5 separate regions of the Mus musculus genome follow, and regions 1, 2, 3 and 4 are each linked to region 5. A link is a contact called in public Hi-C, HiCAR-type, HiChIP or PLAC-seq and promoter capture Hi-C data. All regions are on one chromosome and are shown on one strand. Each heading gives the region's core, a stretch centred on a gene start, on an enhancer-like site or on the middle of the called end of the contact. The rest is flanking DNA. Distances are from core to core; before and after follow the strand shown. Region 1 overlaps Prkci (protein kinase C, iota). Region 2 holds the start of Sec62 (SEC62 homolog (S. cerevisiae)). Region 3 holds the start of Slc7a14 (solute carrier family 7 (cationic amino acid transporter, y+ system), member 14). Region 4 overlaps Sec62 (SEC62 homolog (S. cerevisiae)). Region 5 holds the start of Zfp639 (zinc finger protein 639).

Region 1 (2,700 bases), core at 33-2,532, 1.5 Mb after region 5:
AGGGCTTCCAGGTGAGAGGACTGAGCCAGAGCCAGGCTGACTCCATGACAGGCTGCAAACAGTTTGGGAGACTAGGCCTAAGTTTGTGTTTCCCACAAACAGAACTGGGATCCAGGAACCTGTGGTCAGCCAACCGCAGCCATGGGCAGCCAATCTGAGGACACCTTGTCCTTTGGCCTGAAGGATCCCTAGAGTAGAGCTAACCAATCACGGTAAAGGGGCACATACCACACACACACACACACACACACACACACACACACACACACACACTGGAATTCCCTTGACAATAAAAGCTGGGCCTGCGAGCCCACTCGGTGTCTCTATTCCTGAATGAAAAGACCCCTGCATGCAGGAAATTCCGCTGGAAAAAAAATGCTCTTTGCTTTTGCATACTATTTGAGTCTGGGTTATCATTCCTTGGTGATTCTTGGACCCTAACACAGGCAGTGACTGTAATGGATATTGTATCATATTACAACCTTGGTCAATTAAGTCACAAGAAAGAAACCACTAAAGTACTCTGGACTAAGAATAGTCTAGCTTGAGCTACTAAAAATTTTTTTTAGATTTATTTGACAAATATTTGCTAGCAGATATGTCTGTGCACTGTGTGTGTGTGTCTATGGCAGGTCAGAAGGCATCAGATCCCCTGGAACTAGAGTTCCAGACAGTTGTAAGGTACCTTGTGGGTGCTGGGATTTGAACCTGGGTCCTTTGCAAAAAGAACAGCAAGTGTTCTTCACTGCTCACCCACCTCTCCATCACCTTCTTTTTGTTTCTCTTCTCTCTTTAAACAAAGCATCTTTTACTCTTTGACAACTGCATAGATAGAAACAATGCGTCCTGATGATGTATACCCCAGCTCCACTTTCCCTCCCACTCCTCTGAAGCACCCCACGAGCCTTTCTCCCCTTCTGCCTCTTTCTTTGTTCACAGCTGCCCACTGAGCCCTCTCTGCTGGGATGATGACTGACCTCCCTGCACTGGTCACAGCTGCAGTGAGTCCTCGGCTGCAGAGGCCACAGCACAGCCCAAAGGCAGCGTTGCATTCCTCGCCTTCCTGCATCTCTCACATTCTTTGAAGCCCTCCTCTGAGATGCCCCTCCTCTGACGTGTTCCGAGCCTTTGGTGGGAAGGATGTCCTACCTAGGGCTGGACACCAGCTCCAGCTACTCTTAAATGTAAGTGGTGAATTTTAGTTACACACACAGAAGGGGAGGAGGACACACCTCTCTCAACTAAGCAGGCGAAGTGCAGAGTGATCCCTGGAAATCCGAGGTGCATTCCTCAATGAACAAGTCACTTAGAGCAAAGCTGGGCTTGAACTGGATCCTCCCCTCTGCTACTCTGGTGCTCATTCCTGTGGTTTTATGACACATTCCTGCATGCTACATGCCACTGGCTCTGACTAATCTTCAATTACACAGTGCACAGAACCCAGCTTACTACTTGAGAGAAACCATTTCCTATCTACATGGTCTCAAAGAAAACAGTGTCTGTTCTTTTCTCCAACTCAGCTGCCAAGTCCTCACTCCCTTTTATGTTCTGTGGACATTTATAACATTAGCTCTGATAAGTCACAGAACTGTGAAAGTCAGTTTTCGAATCACTAAGTTATAAGGTAAGTTGCACAGAAATAGAAAACCTAACCAGAACTGGCACAAAAAGAAGACTTACGTGGCCTTTTCTATTTCATGAAAGGCAGAAGATGGCAGCCACGGACTGCTTGTGAAGGCCAGAAGACAGAGAAAACGGTTCGGACAATAGACAAAATGAATGAGCGAGTGTGGTGACACTCACTGAAGGCAATACAGCAAACAGAAAACGCATCTACAGAATCAGTGGCTGCAAATACAAAGATCAGAAGACTGGGCAGAAGGGCCAAAGTAGCAAATGGCTTTTCTTTTTGTAAAATAATTTATTTTTATTTTTATATGCATTGGTGTGGTGTCTTCTTGAATGTGCATATGTCAAAGTGTCAGATCCCCTGGAACTGTAGTTACAGATAGTTGTGAGATGTCATGAAGGTGCTGGGAATTAAACCTGGGTCCTCTGTAAGGTAGCCAGTGCCCTCAACTGATGAGCCATTTCTCTAGTCCCCAAACCTCAGACACATGTAGTCCTTGTCTAGAAGAGTCTGATGTGAGTATGGCTTTTGTCCAATGAACAGTTACAACTCCATACACAGGTGGTCTACAATGTTCAAAATGAAGAGCTATGTCTTTCAACTGTGGGAGAGAATCTAGGCAAATTAGTGAACTACAAAACAGAGCCTAGGAAGAGAGAAGGATGAATCAGAGCATCAATGTTAAGAGTCATGGGATCCAATCCCAGAGAGTAGCAGTGAGCTTTCCTGAGGGAATGACAATACATTCTATTATAGTTCAGAACCAGAACCTTCCCCTCTTGGTGACTAGGGGTAGCTACTATACTACTCCTGTCTCTAGTTTACTATCCTGTCACCATTTCATGGATCTTTAGAACTAGCAGAGAGGCAGTCAAGGAACCCAAACCATAGATGGGCAAGACACAGGATTAGATGACCATCTTTGGACTGTGGACCTAATGTCATGATGAGCTAGGCTCTGAGGGGGTTTGTGAGAAGACGGTGAGTTAATCATACATTAACTTACTCCTGCACAGACACCACACACATTCAACCTGTTAGTTAACCATACATTAACTTACCCCTGCACA
Region 2 (2,700 bases), core at 159-2,658, 1.7 Mb after region 5:
AAAAATGGATATAAAAGGAAAACAGAAAAAGACATCCTACGTGGGGAACAGAAAGACAAGAATGAGTGTAACAACTTGTGACTGACATATTAACAACTTACTAGAGACCATCAACTTAGGCCTTTGGTTTCTGAGTGAGCTCTTGAGGCGCTCACATCCATGTTTAAGGTGCATCGAACAAAGGACACCCAACAGGGCGAAAACTGCGGGGAAGAGATGCTCAGGTGACATTCATAAGGGATGAGGGAGGCACAGTATGTAGGGCGTGAGGCTGACAAGCTGGCATGTGGAAGGTTTCTGGGTGCCACCAGCCCATTGCAGCACTGACCGGGCAGGGTTTGTTTACATCGTGTCGCCTGGAAGAAAGCCGGCAAGGTTCAAGCCCGGCTATTCGGTTAAAAGAGCCATTGGGAGGGGAATGGAGGGCACACGCCGCTTAACATCTGGAAGGAGCCCTGGGGCCGGGCGGCCCGGGGCCAGCTGACCGACCGACCGTCTGCAAGCACAAAGAACCGGCGGCGGTGCCGCAGGTCAGCCCTCCTTCCACCCCAGCTACCGTGGCCTTAATATCGGGACGCCAGGGAGACACGGAGGAGGGAGGGAGGCCGGCCGGCGCCTGGCGTCCGCGCTCCCCGCGCAGGCCCGAGCCCTCCGCCGCAGGAACGCGGGGCCGGACGCGGGATTCGAGCGCCGCGCCTCCCTCCCTCCTTCCTTCCCCGGACGCACCACAGAGCCCTCGGCCGAGCGGCCGCTAACACCGTCCCGCCTCGAGACCATCCCGGCGCCGCGACCCCGCGGAGACGGCCTCCGGGCGTCCGGCCGCTCGGGACGTCTCCCCCTGTCCCTCCTCGTCCCAGCGCGCCCGAGCCCGTCCCCGGTCCCACGGCCCCGCCGAGCTACCTGGATCCGCTTCTTGTGTCGCCTGCGTTCCGCCATGTTGGCCGCTCCGCCCGGTTCCTTCTGACGTGGAGCGAGTCGGGGAGGGGGCGGCTGAGATCTCGCGAGAGCGCGGCGGCTCGCGGCCCGTTATGTAACCCGCCGCGGGCTCTGGGCTGGGGGCGGCCTCCGTGGTCTTCCCGCCGTCCGTGCGGTGGCGGACGACGCGGGCTGCTTCTGCTTCTGGTCCCGGAGGCCGGCGCCACGTGAGTCAGAGCGCTGGAGGCTGGCAAGTCGCGTCGGCTCTCAGCCCTGACTGAACGCCCGAGTCACCTGGCTGGCGTGTAAACACAGATCCCCGGGCCCCGCCCCTCAGAGTCGCTGACGCCGCCGGGACCACCGGGGCGCACAGCGTCACCTGTGGCGCTTCCTGCCCCAGCGAGCCCCGTGGCACCCCACTTCAGTCCCGCCAAGTTCCCCTTAAAAGGTGGAAAACAACTTCAGAGTCTGACTCCATTAAACACAGCTCGTCCCCAAAGCCTTGGAATGTCCGCTCCTCACGTGACACCTCACAACCCATCCTTAGACTCCAGAAGGCTGGATGAGCCCAGGGAAGTTAAGGTGGAAAGGAGCAAGACTAGTTGGGATGCAGTAGACTGCAGGCCACTTCTATATGACTATTCTGACGACCTGCTATATGACTATTATTCCAGAACTTTCTAGACCAAAGACATGGGTAGTTAAGTGCTTAGGTACAAGTTCTGATGACATTGTGGCTGTAAGAAAGTTGAAAAAATGCAGAAAAGATAAAACCAATAAAGTTTAATTCTATCCCTTGAGTCAGTTAATCATTTTAAATTTCTTTTGTCCTTTATATCCACTTTGCGTGTACATGGGATGTGTGTGTATGTTGAATTTATAAGTCTTCTCTGTTCCCCCCCAAACATCATGGAACCTGGTAGCCTGTTTGTTGTTGTGGTTTTTTTTTTCAGTTTTGCATTGTAAACTTAATTTCAAAATCCTTAAAGTTTTCTATTTCATATATCTGACATAATAATATGTAGTTGAAGCAAAGCTCAGTACTTTGATGCCTGATCATTTATATACTAAGATAGCTGAAGGTTGGTGGTTTTTGTTTTTAACTATGCAATTCTACTCTCAAGAGATCTGTAATTTGGCTCTGCTGTCAGGAAGCAGGGGAGAACTAATAATTCTTACGTATTAACACAAAACTTGGAACATACAATATCTTGTTTTCTCTAGCCTTTCCTACCCAGATGATTGTCAGGACAAGCTAATAGCTAGCAGATGATCTCCCTGAGATTGTGTGCCTCAGATTAACATAATCCGTGACAGATTTGCTCCCATAGGCAAAGCCCAGGAGAAAATAATTTTAGGAAAGATTCCTACTATTAATATGCTTCTCCTGTTATTATTAAACATATATAACAATCACTAGGTATTAGCCTACCTCTTTGAGCAGATCTCTGCAGTTGCAGATCTACAGAGATGTACTGTCTTGTAGGGATGCTATATAGACAAATGGATGACTTAATTCTTAATGATGATCCTGTAAGGATTCCTAAAATTGTACCAGTATGTATTAAGCTGTCAAAACTGCAATGAGAACTCTGCCAGTCTCTGTCACCAGTTAATTGCCTCTACTACTCAGAGCACATTCCAAAAGGTTGTAAAACCATTAACCAAAAGTCATAAAAAGGGAACTACGATTATATTATAGGTGCTAGGACAGAAGATACAATGTTGACTGGGTTTATCTATACAAAACTTCACTAGTAACTTGGTTATGTTTTTTAACTCTCT
Region 3 (2,700 bases), core at 40-2,539, 1.2 Mb after region 5:
TTTACCACTATAGCTTCTCATAGGCTAACGATTAGTTCATCTGAACAACAAAACTGTCTCAGAGAGTAGACATTCTCTGCCCATTTTTAAGATAAAACTCCGAGGCCTCAGGCGATCAGTCAAGGATTACATGTGTCCCCTGAACAGCCTGCTTCAACATCCCAAATTCTGACTCTTTAACCTTACCCTTTTTCTGCAACATCTCACAGCTTTGTGGGCATCCAAAGAAGTCAGAAATACTATGAACAACTAGTTAAAGGCTTAAGTCATAGTGATGGCTCACCAAGGCTCCTGTAGGCTCAAGGGAGTGTTGAGCATGAATGGTGAATGTACCAGGACTGTCCGGGCCATGATTGGACGTACTTAGATGTGAACTTGCCCTACGTGAAAAGACAGCAGCCAGCCAGTAATCTCCCTGAACACAACAAACTTAGTAACTTTTATTTCTCATAGAAGAGGTTTACATGGCATCAGCTCCATTCCACTAACACATACATAAATAACATGCTTCTTGTTTTCTGAAATGTATTATTATTTTAATAGAGGCAAGAGAAAGACTCTCACTTACCGATCTCTGCGTGTGTCTAGCACTGAGTTAGGCAACTTCAAGAGCATGTCAACTCTCTCTACAGTCCTAGGAGATGTTCATTTCACAGACAAGGGAAGAAAAAGCAAGACGTTAAATGCTACAAGTCATAGATTGAAAATCCTTGTAGATCTTCAGAAACCTCAAATCCATGAAATGTTGTGGACTCTAAACTAAGCTGGATCTATTTGAGCTTTTGGTCTTGTCTTCTTTGAGAGCTGAGAGAGAGACTAACCTCCCCATCCCTTGTTTACAGTGACAGTGAGGTGGAGGGGGAAAAGTTAAGAGTACCAAGACCACCTCAAGGAGGTAGTGGGGTAGCTTCCAGCGAGCAGGAAGCAGGCCTGGCTGGGTAGCTGAATCCAGGAGAGGTGGAGCTGTTGGCAGAAGCCAGCCCAAACAGTACAGCGACACTGCAGAGTCCTACCCCACCCTGCCTTCCCAGAGCATAGAACTGCCCGGGCTCCTCTGCTCCAAGCACCAGAAAGGTAGCAGAGGCTGGAGGCCGCACCTGGAAGGCGGGTGAGGTGTAGTGAGTGACAGACCCGGGGGGCGGGGTGGGGGGGCGGGGGGGTGCGGGAAGGGGCGGCGGGAGTGGTGCTAGGACTCGGTAATGGAAAGGGCTGGGTTAGCCACGTGATTACAAGGAGGCGGAGATAGGCAAGCTGGAGAGCAAACTGGCAGGCGCGGGAGGGGTGCGGAGGGGTTTCAATCTGAATAATTGAAGAGCGATTCAGCAACGTCCGCTGTCTCCTGCCTTCCTTTATCACTACCACCGCCCTCATCTCAGCTCTAAGTGCAGACCGCCGGACATTAGCATCCAGTTCAGGCCATCACCTCCAGCCCCTCTGGTGAGTGGATGCCCTCTTCACCACAGTCTGTGCCCCCAGCGCGGCCCCGGGCTTCCCAGCTGGACCCCGGAGACTAAGATGAACCAGGGAGCCCCAGACACCTGCAGGGTGGAAGCGGGAACATGGCGCGGAGGTTGAGGGCGACCTACGGGAAGGGGATCTCTGGAAAGACCAAGGAGCGAGGTCAGGGTCGCGCGGGCTTCCACTGGGAATGGGTCCCCCGGTAGCATCCTCGATGAGGGGACTCGCGGGAGCCGGCAGGCGGAGCGCGGGCTGGCGCAGCCTCCGCTGCGGCGGGAGCGAGAGGCTAAGATGCTGGGGATGACAGTGTGGGCCTCCCAGGTCTCCGCAGTCGCGGGGCCCGTCCTGTCCTCCAAGCCTATCCACGCACCTGACGGGGGCAACTGGGCTCTTGGCCTGGGATTGAGCCCTTGGAAAAAGGAGAGGTGTTTTCCGGGCCGCAGTCCCAGAGGAAGGCGGGGACATGAATCTGTCCTTTAACCAGAGCAAAACTCTTCAAAGGGACTCCAATGGAGCCCTGCGCCCCGACTAGGCTGGTGCGCCACGAGGACCATCTGTCCCCGGCCAAGCGGGAGACCGTGCAGTGAGGAGGATGTGACGGGAGAGCTATCTGGGTAGGTTCCTGCCCGGAGCCCGCGGCTCTCGAGAGGACTCTCGCACGCACTGCTTCGCCTCTTTGGGGCCTTTTTCCCAGCCCCAAAACACATCTCAGTTTCCCACAAATTCTGAGGGCCAGAGTAGGGTGGCGTGGCCCCAAGCCTTCTGTCTCCACTGAGTCACCCTCCTCCCCCGCCAAGTGTGCATTTTACATCATGATCAAACTGTAAGGTAGAAGCTGTCAAATGACTTACAGAAGAAAGATGAGGGAAGGTGGAAGCAGCACAGGCTGTCGTCTCTTCTTGATAGTGATTCCGCTACGTGTGCGAAACTCGGTTCATTGAGAGCTTGAGTTGAGAGACTCAAAGGATGTTCGCCTGCGTGGCAGAGGCAGTAACTGGCCAGAGTAACTAAGGGTTGCAGGGATAATCTGCCTCTGAGAGCTGGGGACAGGTTGAAGAGCTGGCTAGAGTTGGGATGGTGTGCCGCTGTCCGGGGTGCTGAAAGTTGTCTGCTGCGCGGTAAATACCTGGGGACTGGTGGGATCCGTGCTGGCTGGTCAGCTTTCCCTGCAGTTGAGATCTAACACCTAAAGGGCATTGTCTCGTGTTTACCAAGAAAACAAGCGAGTATCCTTTGCTTTCC
Region 4 (2,700 bases), core at 16-2,515, 1.7 Mb after region 5:
TCACTATTAAGACTTACCAATAGCAAGGAGAAGAATGCTGGCTACAAAACAGCCTGCGCCCACACTGAGGTAATAAACACCTACTCTCATTTCTGCTGGCCAGAGAGGGAAGAGGGTGGCTGCTATTACTGCAATCACTGGAGAAATGACAGAGTTACAGAGTAACTTTTAGAATAAATTCTTTAATGGCCTCATTACAATCAACAGTGAACATATTCTTGAAAATGGAGACAAAAAAGTAACATTTGTATAGGAATAATGAATTATCAGCAATTTCATGTGATTTAACATAACATTTTATACTGTTCTTAAACTAGGTTAGCATTTTTTAAACCTAAATTACATTTAATTATAAAAAATACTATCTAGAAATTAAAACTACTCCTTAAATGACCAACTACTGTCATTTTGAAGCTAATATTATTTTAATATTAGGAGTAGGGAAACCTAGATCAAAACAAAACCAAAGAACACCCCACCTCCCACTCCAGGGAAATCAGATTCACAAAGCTTTTTTTTAAAAAAAAGGTCAGAGTGGTTGGGGAAATTATATAAGCATCTCTAGGATTTTTTGTTTGTTTGCTTGTTTGTTTGTTTTTTGCACTTATGGTAGGGCCTCTTGGAAAACTGTTAAATGAGAAGACTGGTTATTAAGTCTTTTAAGTCTTTATCATTAAGAACAGGACTCTTGCTCTACCACACGTTAGCTAAGTAACCCTTCCAAAGTTAATTTACCTTATCTTGATAAGTGCCTGTTCTTGCTGGAATGAGACGTCACAAGGATTTTATGACAAAGTGACTACCACACTGGAAGCAATCCACAGCATGAGCCTTTTGAGTTTAACTAAGTTTTAACTCTTACTATAAGTTTCTCTAAATGGGATCCTAAAATATCTTATTAACCAATCATATTTTAGATAGTATGTTTTTGCTATCTGTTCAATTATTCTTTCCCACCCATTTTTGTCCCCCAAATTAAAAATATATATATATATACACAAGTTTGATCACAATATAAACAACGAGTCAAAGGCTATGGTGAAGATGGAATCATCGAGTTTTTGTCCCACTGTTCAGCGGTAAACACTATAAAGCTTATCCTATTCCCAGAGACTGCTCACTTACAATACAGATTAGTGACAAATACCCTTTTCTAACTAGAGGAAAGTATGCAACTTCCGCTCTGGCAGCTCTCTTTTCCTATCTCAAAGGCTGCATGCTGTTCTCTTACACTGCCAATGTTTACTCTCCTCCCAAGGAGTGGGGACTACTTTCAGTTTTACATGATAAGAGACAATCCTCCTGCAAGTCTACTCGCACATGGACATCATATGACTGGGATTATGTAACAGACTGACTTCTAGACTGGGGATGGAGCTCAGTGGTGAAGTGCTTGTCTAGCACGTGTAAGACCCTGGGTTTGATCCCAGACACTAACAATAAACAAAAACTAATGACACTCAAAAAGCCATAACAATGAATTCCTTTCAATGGAATTGGTAGGCCAAAAGATACAAGCATTTAAAATTTGAATATTGCTTTGTTTGGCTGTGTCCATGAAAAGGAACATAAGGGAAACCCTACAGGATTTACAGGAGCGGTGTGCTAGCACCTACAATGTGAAGGCACTGCCAAACTGCCTGCTGGAAAGAAAGAAAAAGGAAGGCACCATCATCAATTGTTGGAGTGTTCCCTCCACCCCAGGACTTCAGTGTCAATTTCTGAAATCTTAATCTTTGTTACTTCACTCTGTATCTGATTTATCCTTAACCAGGTGAATGGTCGGTGTGTTTTCCTGTGAGCTACATTTATCTTGTTCTACCATGTTAATACCTTAAAAATGATTTAGCTGCTGCAAATAATTTGAGTTTGTTACTTATCTTCTAACTTTATTTAAAATATCCTCTTAAAGAGTTCTTACTTTGTTTTAAATTTAAAAGTATTTTTTGAGGCCCTGCATTTGTCCTCTAAAGTTTAGAGTATACTAAAAAGCTACTTATATTCTCCTACTTACCAAGAATTAATCCCATGACAAATGTTTTAATGTGAACTGGGTCATAGATCCACACAAAAACCTAGAAGAATCAAGAAACCTCAATGCTTAAAAGTTCTAAGGTCACATTAGTAATAAGTTTACTTCTCTACTGCAGTTCCCCAGTCTCCATCTCTGAACACTCTAAACTCTCCCTTTCCAATTAAGACTACACTCAGCCATTAAAAGACCGGTATTCCTAGCTCTAGCTTCTCTAAATTACAGTATTTTTCCATTTCTTAGTATATTTTGAACAAGTCCCTTTATTTTTTTCTGATTAATTTGTATTTTTCTAACACTTGGGGTTCTGAATAAACCTGTTTTACTGTTTATATTTTTCTTGGGAATCAGATTTTAAAACATTAGTTTTGCTAGTAACCACTTTAAGAACAACAACAAAAACAAAACAAAAAACCCCAACCCTCTAACATCCCCCCACCCTTTTTAGATGGAGTTTCTTTATATAACAGCCCTGGCTAGCCTTGAACTGACTGACTATACAGACCAGGGGCTGGCCTCAAACTCACAGAGATCTGTCTCTCAAGTGCTAGGATTAAAGGTGTACACCACCATATTCAGCTTAAAAACCTATGTTTAATAAAAGGGAAATTTCCAATTTTAAGTCTGGAGATACAGTGTTTCTTGTGTGTGTGTGTGTGTGTGTGTGT
Region 5 (2,700 bases), core at 183-2,682:
TTCCTGGCCAGCCAGAAGTACATAGTGTTTGAAAAAAAAATTAATAGACGGGATGTGCTAATTCTGAATTTATATTTATGTTTGGGGTTAGGCAATTTGTTGTTAAAGGCATACAACACTACTGGCTTGCTCTCCACTTTTTGAGATAACATTGAAGACAGAAAAAAAAATCCCATTTTAAAAAGGCCCAACTGCCCTCTTCCACATCAACAGCAGAGCTCAGTGGCTCACAGCTGACATCCCAGCACTCAGGAGGCTGAGGCAAGATTACACATAAAGTCTCTTGTGTCCTAAAAACAAAACAAACACATCACCCACACAGAGGCATCTTGGCACCTGGAACCTTCACAACACTTAATAGTGCTTCCCATAGACAAACCTTTTCAAAGGTTTCTCATGAAACCTCGGATGTCTTCACACAATGCCTAGACACTTTTTTTGTTTGTTTTTTTCGAGACAGAGTTTCTCTGTGTAGCCCAGCTGTCCTGGAACTCACTCTGTAGATCAGGCTGGCCTTGAACTCAGAAATCCGTCTGCCTCTGCCTCCCAAGTGCTGGGTTTAAAGGTGTGCGCCACCACTGCCCCGCACCAAGACATATTTTTAAAAGGCTGTTTTCGCGCGCATGTGTAGTCCGAGATGGTGTCTGATCTGGAGGCAATCATGAACCTACTCCAACTGGGTGTTCTCTCCAGCACCCAGCACCGAATTTTTTGAGACTGGGTCGTTGCGTTTTGAAGACGTTTATAACACTTTATTTTTTCACCTCCATTAAAACAAACAAACAAAAAATATTTCCAGGGCTCAGAAGGCGCTTACAGCTAAGCCAGACGACCTGGGTGTCTTCCCTGGAACCCGCAAGGTGGGAAGAACAGCCTCTTGGAAAGTTGTCCTCTGACCTCTACACTTGCGCCATGGCACACGTGCGCATGCATACACGCAATAAGCACGTACATTTTCAAACAGAAAGAGAATTTTCCCGTTCTAATTGAAGCCCGGCGTGGTGGCACACGCCTTTCCGGCTAGCCTAGGCTACACAAGTCCCTGTCACAGATTACAGGAATTCGAAGAGCGCTGGTCTGATTGGCCTCTCCTGGGAGCCTCTGTCCGTGAGGACTCAGGGCCGGGTCCCCGCTGGACTCCAGCGTCTCCCGCGGGAGCAGCCTCCTGCAGGCCGGCATAGGCCCCCCCGCCGCCGAGTCCACCCGAGCGGCCGACACGCACCGGGCCGGGCAGGCCCCGCTCGCCCCGCGGCCCTCGCTTGGCACGCAGGCCCCGGAGGCCGGCCCTCACCTCACGTAGCAGCGCAGCTCCGGCGAGACACGCCCGGATGATGGGACGGAGGGGGCTGCCGGGCCACCGCCCGCGCCCTGCCCAGCCGCCCGCGCCCTCCCCGGCCCTGCCCTTCCCTGCCCGCCAGGCCCAGCAGCACTCACCCCGTCACCCCGCGCATGCGCCACAGCGGGCCGCGAGAGTAAAGATGGGGGACGGGGGGCGGGAACCCTAAGGATGAGGGCGTGGCCTGAGCATGGAGGGGGCGTGGCTTCATGCTAAGGGCGGGGCCTAACAGCAGGACAAGGAGAGACTAGCAGTGCTGTCTAGCGTCCCCTACGGGCACATCCGGGCCGTGCCACCTTCCCCCCTGAGGTCAGCGCTGTCCCACTCATCGGTTTCCTGGAAGGCCGCAGTGATCGATCCTCAGGGTCTTCAGGATCATTAGTGTTTCACGCATGGTGGTTGTCCTCAAATCCCAACATCCGGGCTAGATAAGTCCAGGGCCGAGAAAAAACGCGATGTGACTCGAGATGGGTCCTCAGACCACACCCTGGGTTCTTGAAGTCTTGGGAGATTGGAGGTGGAGTTAGAGAAGGGAGAGCTGAAAAAATGGCTCCCCCCAGTTAAGAGAGTTTTATTTCTCTTCTAGAGAAAGCATGCACATGATAGTTCACAAACGCCTTTACTGTAACTCAACAGCAAGGGATGTGAAGCCTCCGCAGGCATACACACCTCCCCATCCCCCCACCTAAATACAAAAATAAATAAATCCTAAAAAGAAGACCTGATGGAGTGAACCGAGGTTATCACAAAGGATTGCATTCTGTCATTTAAATCCTTTTCGTACCTTGACCGTCAATAAGCAAAGGATTAAATTAGATGAGCATAAATAACTGTGAACATTGTTTTTGAATTATCCCTCGGGCTGACAGTAGATTTCGGTGGTTGTCTGTGCTTGGCAGGGTGAGTGCTGAGGTGTGAGCCCTCAGCGTTACAAGCAACAGTCCAGAGTGCGGCTGTGTGTTTTCTTTCTCGCTCCTCCTTCAGTGTTAAGAATGGAGTCCAGGGGCTGGAGAGATGGCTCAGCTGTTAAGAAAACTGGCTCTTCCACTAGGGGATTCAGGTTTTATTCCCAACACCCACAATGAGGTTCACGTCTGAGCTCACGTGTAAATCCAGTTCTAGGTCGCCTGAAGCCTTCTGGCTTCCATGGGCGCCAGGAACACAAGTGGTGCACAGACATACATTCAGGCAAAACACTCATACAGATAAAAATAAAATATATATATTTTAAAACATTTTTAAATATAATCCTAGCTCTCATCCACTGAGCTGCCCCACCCCAACCCCCTAATCTGGGTGAGAGTTAAAGAGGTTTCAGTACAATTTGTGAGTGTTTCTCGGTTTTGTAACTAAAGCCCTTAAGG

Evidence for each region. Promoter capture Hi-C pulls out the DNA fragments that hold promoters and counts their contacts. A called contact is a pair of places that touch in the nucleus more often than the background predicts. HiCAR-type assays count read pairs that join an accessible place to other places. HiChIP or PLAC-seq counts read pairs in DNA pulled down with a chosen protein or histone mark.
Region 1: an H3K27ac HiChIP or PLAC-seq map of extraembryonic endoderm stem cells shows a contact between it and region 5, with 15 times the contacts expected there. The contact joins the enhancer-like site here to the promoter of Zfp639 in region 5. A contact is called at or near these places in 1 of 39 promoter capture datasets (cranial neural crest), 4 of 115 datasets of contacts at active chromatin or transcription factors (embryonic stem cells, extraembryonic endoderm stem cells, large pre-B cells and 1 more) and 2 of 9 other capture datasets (adipose tissue and liver).
Region 2: a HiCAR-type map of astrocytes shows a contact between it and region 5, with 6 times the contacts expected there. The contact joins the promoter of Sec62 here to the promoter of Zfp639 in region 5. A contact is called at or near these places in 3 of 39 promoter capture datasets (cranial neural crest, hippocampal neurons and pre-B cells), 3 of 484 Hi-C or Micro-C datasets (CD4 T cells and CD8 T cells), 4 of 115 datasets of contacts at active chromatin or transcription factors (the 230-238 cell line, astrocytes, large pre-B cells and 1 more) and 2 of 9 other capture datasets (adipose tissue and liver).
Region 3: a contact with region 5 is called in a Hi-C map of cortical neurons, with 3 times the contacts expected there. The contact joins the promoter of Slc7a14 here to the promoter of Zfp639 in region 5. A contact is called at or near these places in 1 of 39 promoter capture datasets (hippocampal neurons) and 1 of 484 Hi-C or Micro-C datasets (cortical neurons).
Region 4: a contact with region 5 is called in a promoter capture Hi-C map of liver, with 3 times the contacts expected there. The contact joins the enhancer-like site here to the promoter of Zfp639 in region 5. A contact is called at or near these places in 3 of 39 promoter capture datasets (hippocampal neurons, liver and pre-B cells), 1 of 484 Hi-C or Micro-C datasets (liver), 1 of 115 datasets of contacts at active chromatin or transcription factors (astrocytes) and 2 of 9 other capture datasets (adipose tissue and liver).

What each region holds. Positions count from the first base shown.
Region 1 is chr3:31,021,658-31,024,357 of GRCm38.p6, reverse strand. All of the region lies in intron 2 of Prkci (protein kinase C, iota), which reads right to left. Among named protein-coding and RNA genes, the nearest start is that of Mir7008, 16 kb to the left of the region's middle. Within about 2 kb of position 1,282, at least 161 of the 459 cell types and tissues checked have an H3K27ac peak or open chromatin away from gene starts, as enhancers often do. A contact at or near this core is called in extraembryonic endoderm stem cells and stem cell-derived neural progenitor cells, where this site is marked.
Region 2 is chr3:30,791,584-30,794,283 of GRCm38.p6, reverse strand. It overlaps Sec62 (SEC62 homolog (S. cerevisiae)), which reads right to left and starts at 1,408. Exons shown (of 8, transcript NM_027016.2): 1 at 901-1,408. The coding sequence starts at 936.
Region 3 is chr3:31,308,908-31,311,607 of GRCm38.p6, reverse strand. It overlaps Slc7a14 (solute carrier family 7 (cationic amino acid transporter, y+ system), member 14), which reads left to right and starts at 1,289. Exons shown (of 8, transcript NM_172861.3): 1 at 1,289-1,437. It overlaps Gm15496 (a long non-coding RNA gene), which reads right to left. Exons shown (of 3, transcript XR_880740.3): 1 at 2,310-2,700; 2 at 569-634.
Region 4 is chr3:30,811,671-30,814,370 of GRCm38.p6, reverse strand. It overlaps Sec62 (SEC62 homolog (S. cerevisiae)), which reads right to left. Exons shown (of 8, transcript NM_027016.2): 6 at 2,015-2,075; 7 at 18-137. Among named protein-coding and RNA genes, the nearest start is that of Sec62, 20 kb to the right of the region's middle. Within about 2 kb of position 1,265, at least 18 of the 459 cell types and tissues checked have an H3K27ac peak or open chromatin away from gene starts, as enhancers often do. A contact at or near this core is called in liver, where this site is marked.
Region 5 is chr3:32,509,324-32,512,023 of GRCm38.p6, reverse strand. It overlaps Zfp639 (zinc finger protein 639), which reads right to left and starts at 1,432. Exons shown (of 7, transcript NM_144519.4): 1 at 1,292-1,432.